Regions from separate parts of the Zea mays genome. Here region 1 is linked to region 2. A link is a contact called in public Hi-C data. All regions are on one chromosome and are shown on one strand. Each heading gives the region's core, a stretch centred on a gene start, on an enhancer-like site or on the middle of the called end of the contact. The rest is flanking DNA. Distances are from core to core; before and after follow the strand shown.

The links. Hi-C and Micro-C count contacts between places; a contact is called where the count stands out from the background.
Region 1: a contact with region 2 is called in a Hi-C map of leaf, with 5 times the contacts expected there. The contact joins the promoter of LOC103647664 here to the promoter of LOC103647660 in region 2. A contact is called at or near these places in 4 of 25 Hi-C or Micro-C datasets (ear, leaf, root tip and 1 more).

The regions. Positions count from the first base shown.
Region 1 is chr2:205,485,708-205,489,632 of Zm-B73-REFERENCE-NAM-5.0, reverse strand. LOC103647664 (protein argonaute 18) reads right to left here and starts at 2,288. Exons shown (of 22, transcript XM_008672165.3): 1 at 2,126-2,288; 2 at 626-1,371; 3 at 186-535; 4 at 1-93. The coding sequence starts at 1,354.
Region 2 is chr2:205,340,514-205,344,043 of Zm-B73-REFERENCE-NAM-5.0, reverse strand. It overlaps LOC103647660 (TVP38/TMEM64 family membrane protein YtxB), which reads right to left and starts at 1,649. Exons shown (of 4, transcript XM_008672161.4): 1 at 1,079-1,649. The coding sequence starts at 1,327.

The sequences.
Region 1 (3,925 bases), core at 1,039-3,538, 140 kb before region 2:
AAACCCTTCCATCCCTCCACACCCAAGCCAAGGTTCTTGGGTCCCATTGAGTCTATGAGTGGTGAGAAGAAGGACCGGCCAACTGCAACGTACCTGTGCATTGCCAAAATAACACAACGAAAATGTTTGAGCTCAAATCGAGAACACTGAGAGGTGAATAAAATAAACCCAAGCTAAGTACTTACTCCATGGTGTTGCGTTCGTTGAGCACAATGTCACGCAGCACAATGTCAAGCACCTGCAGCGCCTGCGCCGGGATGTCCGTTGGGTACCCTGCCATGAGCATCAACAGCTGGTCGAGGCTGACCGCCGTGGCATGCTTGATCACCACCTTGTACCTCCTTTCCATCCTGCCAGACAAGGTGACAACGAATTCCTTGGTCTTGAAGGGCAGCTCTCCGGCGGTGAACAGTGACTTCTGCCCGTCGTATGCAGGCAGGCGGCCGCCAAGCTCGGTCTGCCGGTTCTCGGAAACCAGCTTCGACATGACTTGCCTGTATATGCCCCTTAGCGTCGTCTCTGGTGAGATGGCCACCTGCAGAAACACACAACAACCATAGCAATGGTGGGCAACGGTGATCAGATGAAGGCCATGACTGACAACGCGGTGCGGCGGCGGCCTTACGTCGTAGTGGTGCAGGCCCTTTTCGACGAGGCCGACAAAGAAGTGGTTGGCCTTGACGACGCACGGCGTCCCCACGGCGCCGAAGCCCGGGCGCGCTGGAAACATGGGCTCGTCGCGGTGAATGTCCATCGTCTTGAACTTGTCCCTCAACGCGGCTGCGTCGGCCGCGTAGCGGTCCGCGAGGGGCGGACCGGCTTGGCGCAGAGCAGGACGTGGGGTTTGTAGGCCGCCATGCCCGCGCTCGCGGCCGTAGTCGCTGCCTCCCTGTCCCTGGTAGCCGCGACCACCTCGGCCCCCGCCACGGCCTTCCTGGTAGCCCCCACCATGTCCTCCATAGTAGCCGCCGCCACCACGGTCCCCGCCACGTCCTTCATAGTAGTAGCCGCCGCCACCCCGGCCACCACCACGTCCTTCCTGGTATCTGCCGCCGCCGCGGCCCCCGCCACGCCCTTCCTGGTATCCGCCGCCGCCGCGGCCCCCGCCACGACCTTCCTGGTATCCGCCGCCGTCGCGGCCGTCGAAGCCACGACCACCGCCCCTGCCGCCGCCACGTCCGCCGCTGTCGTCGCCGTAGTACTGACCACCTCGACCGCGGCTGTCGTCGCCGTAGTACTGACCACCTCGACCGCCGCCGTAGCCCCGCCCCGCCTGGCCCTGAATAACGTTGGGGTTCGCCTGACCCCAGCCGCCGCCGCCAACCCGACCTCCTCCGCGCTGATGGCTCGCCATTGCAGCTACTCACGTCCCTAGGAAAGGAACGAGCGCCATGATCAGCTACTAGTAAAACCACAGTGGCGTGAAAAGAAAGGAAGGGAACGGAGTTACGGGAGATGGAAATAAAGATGGAAGGCGTAGGCGGGGCAAATGGCAATGGGGGAAAAAATCGCATTGCACCATTTGACGTTAATATCTCCAAGAAGAAACGCGGAAGAGGAAGGCTAGCTCGCATGATAAATTCCATAAATGATTAAACTTTATTTATATAGAACACCATTCGTCATCGAAAACCCCACGACTCAGAAAACCAACGCGGAGTTCGTCATCTAAAACCCCACGAGGCCCACGACTATGTGGTAGGCCACAAAACCCCAATCTTTTCGCACAACAGTCGTTTTACAAAAATATTAGAAAATATATACATATGAAATGGAACACATAGGTAGGGATCAACAATCCCGCTTTTTCAAATAAACCTTGTGTCCAAACTAGGAAGCAAAAGAAAAAAAAAAGAAACCGAAGTGTGTCAAGAAGAAATGACCGTGCGAGACAAAGAGAAAGAGCCAAGCAACAACCGGGCGATGGCGATGGCGATGGCGAGGGCGAGTCCTTTTCTAATCGTCGCCAGACAAGGAAGACGAGAAGTCACCGCACTAGATCCCAAACCCAGACCGCGTCGCACAGAGAAGAACTCAACGCGTTCGAAAGAAGAGAAAACCCCAAAGGATCCTAAAAGAGACAAACAAACGTCGCACAGAGAACCGGTGCGCAACGATGGGCAACCTTTCTTTTGCGTGCGCTCAGGGATGAGCGGCGAGGAGAGATTGCGAAATGGCCGGCCGAACAACCGTTGGGCTGCCTCGCCGTCTGCACGACTTCCTCTGTCACGTGGTTCGCCCTGCGCTCTGTATACTGTTGTGTTGCCACACTGGTGCTGGAGGCCGCCAGTGCCTGTGTAGCGCAGGGCCCAATATATAGGTGTGGAGGAAACGATTCTTCAGCAAGTCGTCAGGCGCGGACCCACCAGGTCTTTCCGGCGCAACCATGGCACCACCTCCACACCCTTGGCCACGACCCACGACCCGGATTGGCCGCTTTATCTCTATGGACAATATGGAATGCCTCCGCGGTTTAGGGTCGGTTGTAAAGGCATTTTATGATATAGTGTTTGGGTGTTTGGGTGAACTTTATGATATAGTGTTTGAATACTACGGTTTTGACACGATTGTAATTTTTTTAGTACTGCACTCTACACCAAGATTTCTCTCATGAAAACTATCACACCAGATTTAAAGATAAACCTAAATATATTTCATATGTGTGTCAGAAGTTTTACACATATGATTACTCAGTGTACAAACTAGTGTCACAAACTCTATTATATAAGCATAATGTCTTTACAAAAATTAACTAAATAATGGAAACTAAACAACGATTACAGTGACGACGAACCCGATCACAAGATGTGGCGACGACAGGCTCGAACTCATCATAGTAGTCTTCCTCTTGGTGACTTGGTGACTTGGTTATGAGTAGAGATGGCCAAATGGGCGGCACGGCACGGCCCGGCCCGGGCACGGCCAGGCACGACACGGTTAGGGCACGACCCGTTTAGCCCGTTTAATAGCCGTGCCGTGCCGGCACGGCACTAGTGCCTAAGGCCAGGCCCAAGCACGGCACTAAGCCTGCTTAGCCGTGCCGTGCCGGCCCGTTTAGCCCGTTTAGCCCGTTTAGCACTATACCACAGAATTTTAGTCAGATATTCACAAACACAGTTAAAACATACTAAAATAGCTAATATTGAACTGTTTAGTGCAATGGCTGACTCATTAAAAACCTATTTAGATAAAAACTCACCCTTGTGAGAAAACCCTATATAAGAAAAAAGAGTACAACACACAGCTAACTACTCGTGCTTGGATCTAATCATGTATAATCGTGCCTAACCGTGCCTAGGGGCTAATCGTGCCGTGCCCGTGCCGGCCCAGCGTGCCTGATGCTCGGCCCAGGCACGGCACTACCTATCGGGCCGTGCCGGCACGGGCCCGACACTAGCCGTGTCGTGCCGTGCCCAGGCACTACGGGCCGTGCCGTGCTTCGGGCCGGCCCGTTTAGCCCGGCCCGGCTGGCCATCTATAGTTCTGAGCAACAAATTCCGCAAGGGTAAGTACATTTATGGTGTGTACTCAGCAAAATTTGTAGAAAAAAGTGCAATGTAAGGCTTACCAAGTAATGTAGGTGAAGCTAATCATTACTTTTAAATTTTGTTGGTCAAAATTTTATTAGCAATTACTAAATGTAAGTACATAAAGTATTAGTTAAATAAATGATCATAGAGACAATACCAACAATAAAATGCATGTCTGTTTTAATTCAATTTTATAATTTAACTATGCGAGAGGCCCGAACCGCTCTTGACAGTACGCACGGCTCATATATCAGTTTTACACTCTACAGAGATTGCACATCTTTACCCACAAGTCGTATTTCTCATTTGCCTCAGGTTAGCTAGATCATTCACCTCTTTATAGGAGGTAGGACAGGATTCACTACGAGACCTTTACAAAGTTGCAGTAGCATGAG
Region 2 (3,530 bases), core at 400-2,899:
TCCTTGAACACTACAATAAAATAAGCTAGCAAAATATTATCACCAACTACACCAACATCAACATCCAATCAAAACATATTGCCCAAAAAAGCCTTGTGAAGTATTTCTCGGGAAGTTAAACATCATAACAGGAGCATGGCCAGAAAATGGAAAAGTATTTCTACCAACTACTTCTGGGGAATAGCTTTCACAGCAGAGTTTGCTTAGACCACAACAAGTGGGTCCAGAGCCCAAACGGCAGCACAAGCTGTACTTGTTCCAGGTATCACTTCGATGTCAAGTTGCTTGTTGTGAACACGAACTTCCGCAACCAGAGTGGGTTTGTTTAATTAAAAATCCACCAAAATATTTAGCCATGATGTCCCTCACAATAAGGTCCACTGCAATTCTGTACCACATCTTAACATCCAGAAATATCAAGAACCAGTTGGTTTGTGAGACTATTCCTACCCATCCACCTTTTGGTGGAAACACATTCACTACTGGAGGTCCAGAGCACCATGCCTGCAGACCCCACATATTGGACCACTAAATAACAGTGGTAGGCATTGACCGATGTCAAAACTTCGAGAATTAGCAAAGGATTTCTCCTGCTGTATTCCAGCTGGGAATAATGCTAAATACGCTCTTCGACAACGACATCCATATGGTCCCACTCATCTTCAAAATTGATATCTCAACAAAATCTATTGGTACTCTAAGCTCTGGTTCAGATTGAGATCCTTTGACAACATCATCCTTCTGCTGGTAATATTGCTAAAAGGGAAATTAGTCATCTCACCTATTCTCACGAGCTAGCCACAAAAAAAAACATATATGTAACAATACAAACAAAAAATGGAAAATGTTTCTACCACAAACAAACCAAATGTATCAACAAATATCCAAGCACTCCTGCACAAATCGAAACCGCATCGCAACCGACGATTCGACAGACAACGCGGGAGCAGAACTGATAAGTGATAGGAAAGATCTCGCGTTCGCGAGGACTTCCCGCACGATCCGTGATGCAAACAATCCCCTCAAAGGAGGCGCCGGCGGAGAGGGGGGGCAGGAGGTGCAGGGCGAAAACACGTACCTTCTTGATAAGGAGCGGGCCGAGGAAGACGACCGCGGCAGCTCCGGCCCCAGCAAGGACGATCCCGAGCACGGCGACCTTGGCCCACCACCGGATCGCGCTGCACCGCAGCACCCTAGGGCACTCCGCCGCCGCGGCCGCCTTGACGGCCGCCGCGGCATCTCCCTCCCCCTTGGACGCCACCTCCGCCTCCTCCGGGATCCTCACATAGTCGCCGCGTCTGCCATTGGCGGACCCGGGCGAACCCATCGACCGTGGGGACCCGATCAGGCTAGCATCCGCGGGGTACCCCGGATTGTGCTGGTGAGGAGCCGTCGGATCGGCTGGGGCCCGAGCGGGATTGGGCTCGGGTTGGGCTTGTTCCGGCGAGCTCGGCGTGGTTGAATGCTAGGGTTTGTGTCCGGGACTCCGGGAGGCCGGAAGCGTTTATGAGAAGAAGCAGGTGGAGGAGAGAGGCAACGGCATTGGAGCGGAGAGCGGACTCGGAGAGGGGAAGGGAAGGGAGGTGAGGTGGGAGTACGTAGTATTTCTCCGAGTAGACTTTTTAGGTGCAAAAATTTGCGGAAATGGGTGTGAGGATAATGCTGAATGACGTTTTCGCCCTCTAGTGGTTGTATTGTATACTGTGCAGATTTTTGCTCTCCAATGTTCAGGTAGTTGTGTAAACGCATTATCATCATTATTTGTGAAGAAAAATCTTTGTGGTACCAAGTACTTCGTTAAGATATCCAAATTTTCAATACATTATGTGTATCGGGTGTATAGTGAAGAATAGTATGTATTTATGAATTCAAAATATTCTATAATTTAAATTTTAAAAAATAGCGGAATCACTCATTTCTTTAGTATTTAGGCTATCTAGCAGCTTACTCATCTTTACCTTCTATTTTAAGCTTCAATATATAAACAATGTAAAATCGTGTTCTTCGTAGTTATATGCACGATCAGTTGGTTTGAAAGCAGGAAGCGAGATAAGAAATATGATAGAGAAACTGATGGACATAGTCTAAGTATCGTGGTACGTATCATCTTTGTGCGTTTAAAATCGCAGTTTGGATTTGTTGTCGTTCTTTGTGTTCTACGCTGCTTTTAGGAGTAGCCGTATTGGGAAACCATTTCTAAGTGAAAATGAAGACCCGGCATAAAAAAAAAAACCCAACTTTTCAACAGACCAGGCTAACCATGCAATGCTTGTACGTGAACATTGTACATATGCACCATGTATATTGTTGGATACCGATGGCGATAAAAAAAGCAAGAGATAATGTGGAGCGCTAATGGGTTCAAAGTATGATAGTTGATTGGAGCAAAAGCTATCTACGATGTGGATGGGACATAAGGCGTGTTTTTTTTAGGCTTCACCTCACCTCCACAGAAGAAAAGCTATTATTAGTGTCTGTGTGTGTTACGAGGTGATTTCCCATTCATCCACGACCATCACCCGTGCTTTTTGTACGCCACCGGGGATTGATTTGGTGACAGGAAGATCACGGAAGGATTGAAGAGGATTGAGGGGGAAATGAACTAATTTCTTTCTCAATCCCCTCAAATCCTCTCGTGATCCCAGGTCATTAAATCAGGTCTAAGCAATCTCTACTACTAATTATGTATGGAGTGTAGGCGTCCACAGGTGGATTGGTGCACGGTTCTGCCGATCTGTCCGACGTACGCACCCGCATGGAAACAATCAGCAGGCACCCTTCCCCGCCGCCCCGGATGTCGCCCCTCGCGGATCTCGCGCCAGCCCCCGCCTGCCCTTCCACTCATGCCCCACTGCTCCGCCGCGGATCTCGCCCCCCGCGGATCTCGCGCTCGCCACAACAGCTAATCTCGACCATGCCCCACAATCTCGGCCAGCCCTGCTGTACCCCCGCCTGCCTGTGCACCCTCCCACGCGCGATGGAAGCAGTCCGCCATACCCCTCCCACCACAACCGCGCAGCACCGTCCTGGGCACGGCGCCCCGCGCGGGGCGCTCCTCGGCCCGCATCTGCTTGCGGAGATTGGCCTCGACGAAGAGGGGCTCGGCGGAGGCCGCGGAGGGGAGCGGCGAGAAGGAGATGAGCAGCGCGCGGGAGGAGAAGAAGATCGACGCGGAGATGAGGAGCAGGAGAAGCAGCAGGCGAAGACGAGCACCACGAGCTCGCTCCCCTCCAGCAGCGAGCGCTCCTCCAGCTCCGCTTGCAACAACCTCACGAAAGGAGGTAGGTGCCGCGCCCAACCCGTTGCTGGTTAATCAGCTGATGTTGCTACTGCCCTGCCCCGCATGGCACCCCAGGGGCGGAGAGCGACGAGGAGATACGACGGGTGCCGGAGATGGGCGGCGCGTCGGCGTCAGCCTCGTCGGGCGCCGGCGCGGACGAGCGTCCCAAGGGGGAGGACGGCAAGCAGGGGCAGGTGGCCGCGCCCAACCCGTTGCTGGTTAATCAAACTGTTGCTTGCTTTGCACCTAC